Regions from separate parts of the Zea mays genome. Here region 1 is linked to region 2. The links are chromatin contacts, called in public Hi-C maps. All regions are on one chromosome and are shown on one strand. The core of a region is the stretch at or near the end of the contact, and the rest is flanking DNA. Distances in the headings are between cores, read along the strand shown.

What was found. Hi-C and Micro-C count contacts between places; a contact is called where the count stands out from the background.
Region 1: a Hi-C map of tassel shows a contact between it and region 2, with 2.0 times the contacts expected there. The contact joins the promoter of LOC103636663 here to the promoter of LOC103636659 in region 2. A contact is called at or near these places in 3 of 25 Hi-C or Micro-C datasets (ear, leaf and tassel).

Annotation. Positions count from the first base shown.
Region 1 is chr8:181,468,008-181,470,707 of Zm-B73-REFERENCE-NAM-5.0, reverse strand. It overlaps LOC103636663 (CASP-like protein 4A2), which reads left to right and starts at 1,412. Exons shown (of 3, transcript XM_008659014.4): 1 at 1,412-2,094; 2 at 2,241-2,649. The coding sequence starts at 1,463. It overlaps LOC541865 (kinesin-related protein16), which reads left to right. Exons shown (of 21, transcript XM_020543377.3): 18 at 1-90; 19 at 193-304; 20 at 502-602; 21 at 712-1,029. The coding sequence ends at 782.
Region 2 is chr8:181,288,129-181,290,828 of Zm-B73-REFERENCE-NAM-5.0, reverse strand. It overlaps LOC103636659 (golgin-84), which reads right to left and starts at 1,294. Exons shown (of 21, transcript XM_008659009.4): 1 at 1,120-1,294; 2 at 739-819; 3 at 604-653; 4 at 1-512. The coding sequence starts at 1,147. It overlaps LOC103637586 (probable calcium-binding protein CML9), which reads right to left. Exons shown (of 2, transcript XM_008659745.2): 2 at 2,220-2,700. The coding sequence ends at 2,220.

The sequences.
Region 1 (2,700 bases), core at 163-2,662, 180 kb before region 2:
AAATCGATCAACTCCTGAAGAACAAAGCCAAATCTCCAGGTTCATCAATAGATAGAAATGACAGTCGCCAACAGATCCGGCGACTATCAGGTAAGGGAGTTATGTTCTAGTGACAGAATTTCATTATGCCCTCAAAATCATTCTGTGGTGAATGGGATCAGTAATGGACACGCTTCACTCTCTAATATATAGGGACTGGATCAAGTGAAGCCGAATGTGAAGATAACATGTCTGATGATGGCTGCTCAGTAGCAGGAACCGAGTATTCAGTAGGTGGTGCTTCAGAGGCGACAGCAGAACGGATGTATGTTGCCAACATCTCAACTTTCCACATCTCTTATTCCTTACCATCATTTCTTTTTTGAATTCAATGTCACATACTAGTTACAATCTGTTGGGCTCCCAATAAATTCTTTCGTTACATGTGTCAGCAGCAAACAATCTTCCTTTTCCCCTTTCAGTAACGAGTCCTGCTGTTTAAACTATGCTCTACAATTACAGGCAGAAGGCCCCATCAAGGATAGCCAGGCTATTCCACACAAAGAATGGACAGCCTGCAAACTCCAAACCAAAACCAAGGGAGTCTGCTCTGAAACCACCAGGTACATTAGAAACGTGGACCACTAGTAGGCAGTACTACCTGGTATCAAATCCAATTGTCCAGTAGCTGATCAATGCTTTTACAATTTGCGAGCATTCCATCATCTACAGGTCGCACGACATCTACAGGAGGAAGCCAGGCGACAGGAGGATCTTTAGTGAAACCCCCTAAGAGGCGGTAGAGAAATAAAGATTCCATCATCTAGGATTTGCCATGTTGATGGGGGTATGTGACGATGTCACTGTAACGGGTTCACTTGTCATCACCATGATGAGCAGCCGACTGTAGGCTGGATGTTGTATGAGCTGGACGCCATGAGGTTGGTTTCTCAGCCCTGCTGACCATCACGTTAGTTATCGACTATGTTACTGACCATCATCAACTTTTTATCTATACTATACTTAAAGCACCAGTTTCAACGGTCGTCCCACGTCATCTTTTTACAGATAACCTCTCACAGCTATCTCAAATTAATCTGTTGCACGCCTATAAATGGCCAAACGGCGGCCCGGCACGGGCCAGACGCCCGCGGACCACAACTCTGGCCCAGGCATATCATGTCGGCCTGCTGACTGTGCCGAGCCAGCCCGTCGGCCACGCCTATAAATGGCCAAACGGCGGCCCGGCACGGGCAAGACGCCCGTGGGCCACAACTCTGGCCCAGGCACGTCATGTCGGCCTGCTAACTGTGCCGGGCCAGCTTGTTAGCCCGTTGGCCACACCTATAAATGGCAAAACGGCGGCTCGGCACGAGCCAGACGCCCGCGGGCCACAACTCTGGCCCAGACACGTCATCTCGGCCTGCTGACTGTGTCGGTCAGCCCGTTAGCCCATCGGCCAATTTGATTAAATCAGCGTAAAATGTTAAAAAACGATGCAGGAGGTGGGGTTCGAACCCATGCCCTGCCCCTCCCCCAGCGTCGACTCCCTGTCCTGCAACCGGCACCGCCCTGCCCCTCCCCTAGCGCCGACTCCCTGCAACCGGCACCGGCCCGCCCTGCCCCTCCCCCAGCGCCGAGTACCTACAACCGGCCCGCGAGCCCTGCCACCGGCACCGCCCCACCCTGCCCGCGAGTTCGCCGTCGCAGTGGCCGACTCCTTGCCCTGCCACCGGCACCACCCTGCCCTGCCCGCGAGTTCGTCGTTGCAGTCGCCTGCAGAGCGCCGCGAGTTCCTCGTCTTTACCTGCCCAGCGTCGCTGCACCTCCCCGTCGCCCCGTGAGTTCGCCGTCGCAGTTGCATCTTCTCCGTGCCTCCTCGGATTCTAGCGCGATGGACCGAAGGCCAGCGCCAAAATCCCGTCGGTCTGCATTGAATGCCGCCATAGGTACGATTTCTGGAGGCTGGCATCCATCGTCACAAGATAATCGTCGCAGCCCCACGAACGACAGTCATGCAACACATGCACAACCTGAAGCTTTGTCGGCAGCTGCATCTGTGCAAAACCCTCTGGACAACAGCATTGATGCCTCGTGGATGCTTCCTGATTACAAGTGCGTATTTTTACTTTATCTGTTAAACAATTACATACAAGCAAATTGATTTTTAAACAATGAAGCAGATAATCATAAAGTAGTACAATAGCATACTACCCTCCCAAGATAACTGATGAAAATAGGTATATCTTAATTTTGTGCAGCATACTACCCTCCCAAGATAACTACTATAGGAATCTGATGAACCAAGATGATACAGATAATTTAGGCTTGGAGGATTGCGTGCAAGTTGATCCTCTTGTAGCTAATATGAATTCCCAGACAAAACCAAAGGGCCGCTCAAAAAATTTCACTGATGATGAGGACATTCTATTGTTGTCAGTGTATCTCAATGTTAGCAAAGATCCTACTGCTGGAAGGGACCAAAAAGATAGCAGATTTTGGGAAAGAATTGAAAAGTATTATCATGTCAATTTAACATTTGAATCAGATCGCAATTGCTCTTCATTGCGTCATCGATGGGGTATAATCCAAAAGGAAGTAAGTCTTTTCCAAAGTTACTATGAAGCCATACAAAGGAAGAATGAAAGTGGAAAGACAATGAATGACAAGGTACACTTTTATACTCTTATGTTATGCATTGCTTTTGTTCACATAGCATAA
Region 2 (2,700 bases), core at 45-2,544:
TTGCCAGTAACCTCTGTATTTGGCAATTCAGACGCATTTGTGTCCTGGATAACAGCCACAGTAGAGTCTCTCTCCTCCAAATTAATCACTGAACCAATCTCGGAAGTCTGGTTACTGCTGCTCGACTCACTTTTTGCATCCATAACTGAAAAATAGCTTTCAACAGCAATCTCTGAATTGGTATGTGTAACACCATCCAGAGTGGCATTGTCAGAGTTTTTCTGCATCAGTTGAACTTCAACCATGGTATTAACAATCCCAGACCCATCAGTCTTAAGGCCATCAGTACCTTTCTCTCCTTTCTCCAATGTACCCTCATTACCCACTTCCTTAACATCGATCGGAGTGACTTCTGGTTCACTAGCACTGGTATCAACACTTGATGAACCTGCAGGTGGCGAAGGCCTGATCTTCTCGATCTTCATCCGCTCTCGCGGCCGTTGCCTACTCCTCTTTTCCTTCTGAGCAGATATCTTGTTGCCACCATCGGCATTAGTGAGCTTCAATGGACCCTGCAAAAAAATTAATGCCAAAGCTTGAACGATGACTCATGTGTGGTATGTAAAGAAACAAGTATGCTCAAGAAGGCTGTTAAGTAGTGACCTTCTCCCTCGGCTTTCCCTTCTTTGCTTGCACTTCTTGGTTGTTTGGTCCTTCACAAACAAGCATCAACAAGCAGAGATTAAACTACCTGCCAAATGGCTAAATGGGCACGTGTAAACCAAGGAGGCACGCTACCTGAAGGCTGAGAGGTAGACTGCTCATCCGACAGTTCTGTTGCCACGATCTTGGCCCTCCGGTCGACGACTTCGAGCAAGTCTATTACCAAAAAATGATCACCATGCTCAGATTCCTTATAGCAAACTCCTCACGGTGCAATCAAGCAGACGGAAACAGTGCTGGGTTTCAGTTAGGTGCAATTAGGCGGGCAGAATATGATCAAACAGAGCACACCTACCACAGATGGAGGCAATACTAGTCTCACGGAGTAATCAGCGCGGGGAAAGTACGAGAGTTGTGGGATTGAGAGGAGAACGGCATATCTTCGCCGACGCAGAGGGATGGATCTGTGTGGGCGACGAGTAGTGCGAGGGAGGTTGGGCCGTCGGGGTTTCGTACCTTCGGCGACCTTGAGCCAGGAGGCCATGGCGGGATCGCCGCTGGTGGCGCAGTGTGACGGCGAGCGAGCTTGATAAAATTGGCTGGTGTAGTGATGTGAGATCTCCGGCCACGGCAGCGGGTGAAGCCGTAAAACCAAAATCGATCCAAACCCACCAGGCCACCACCTAACGATTCGAGAGAAAAAAAAGGAAAAATTAACTATTTGTCAAGCAACTCTTCAAAAGTCATTTTACATATTTGACATTAGATTATGTAGTAGTTTTCTCTAAATTTTTTCCTATATATTACTTTTTGCGTCACATTACCAACATTTTATCCCCTATTATTTTATCTTCCACAATGGTTACCCTTATATTCTCTCCATATACTCCCACTACAACTATAAAATATTATTATCCAACCATATTTATCATATATTAACATTTTTTCTTCACCTATTAAAACCTAAAGCAAATATGAACAGTGATAGAGGCTTCTGGCTTTCTGTTCAATTCCACCGGAGGGAGGGCCTGAGACCGTCTTCAACGGTGCCCCCTCCCCTTGCACAGTACCGAATTTGGAGGCTACAGAGCACCGGTATCCACTTTAACGGTGCCCTCTACATGTGCTACAGTAGTGGGGGAATGCCCAGCCGGCCGCCAGATCAAGGGGCGCGTCAAATGGCCCCCTTGTCTTGATATTTGTGCACGCCGGTATTTATCAGTGGTGAAAAAATATTAATAGATGATGAATGTGTATGAAAATTGATATTTTATGTTTGTAGTGGGGTATAAGGCTATCCGCACTCATACTACCCTATTTCTCTACCCTAAAAGGAATATTCCATCCTGGTCAGTGAGATTCTCTACTCTATCCAACAATTCTCCGCGGTCACGATTACCCTATATATCCACCCTATACGTCCCTGGGTCCACCAGCAGGCAGAGCAGGCAGGCGCTGCTGTCCCGTCCCTGGGCCCACCTCTGCTCCGGCGAGAGAGAGCAGCAGCATTTAGCGTAGGCGATCACGAGCGCTGTATTTGGCGTCCGCAGTGCTGGAGAGAGAAGATAGAGTTGGATTTACAGTCACCGCTGCAGGCCTCCAGCTATTGCAAAAATTTACGGGTTCCATTTCCAGCTCTCCGGTGTGGGCAGCCTAAAGGAATGGTATAGGGGGAACCGCTGCAGAGCGAGAGGGTGTGCTGACATGGCGCGGTAGTCTCTACTAACTATTAAGTCTCTATTGTAGACTGCCCCCGCCTCCCTCCGCCCGCTGCAAAAACCGCCGCAGTCCGTTCGCCCGCGACCCCGCCGCAATCCCTCCTCCTCCGTGAGCCGGTCGCCGTGGCTCACCATCACCTGCCGCAGCTGCTCCGTGGGGATGGACCCGCTGCAGGCGTCGTCGAACACGTCGAAGCACTCGGCGAGGCGCGCCTCCGACTGCCTGGCGCCCATCTTGCGCGCCGCCACGGCCAGGAACGCCGCGAGGTCGATGTCGCCGGCGCCCGTGGCGACCGCGTCCTCCAGGAAGCGCCGCGCCTTCGCCTCGTCCACGTTCTGGCCCAGGGAGCACAGCGCCGTCACGAGCTCACCCGTGGCG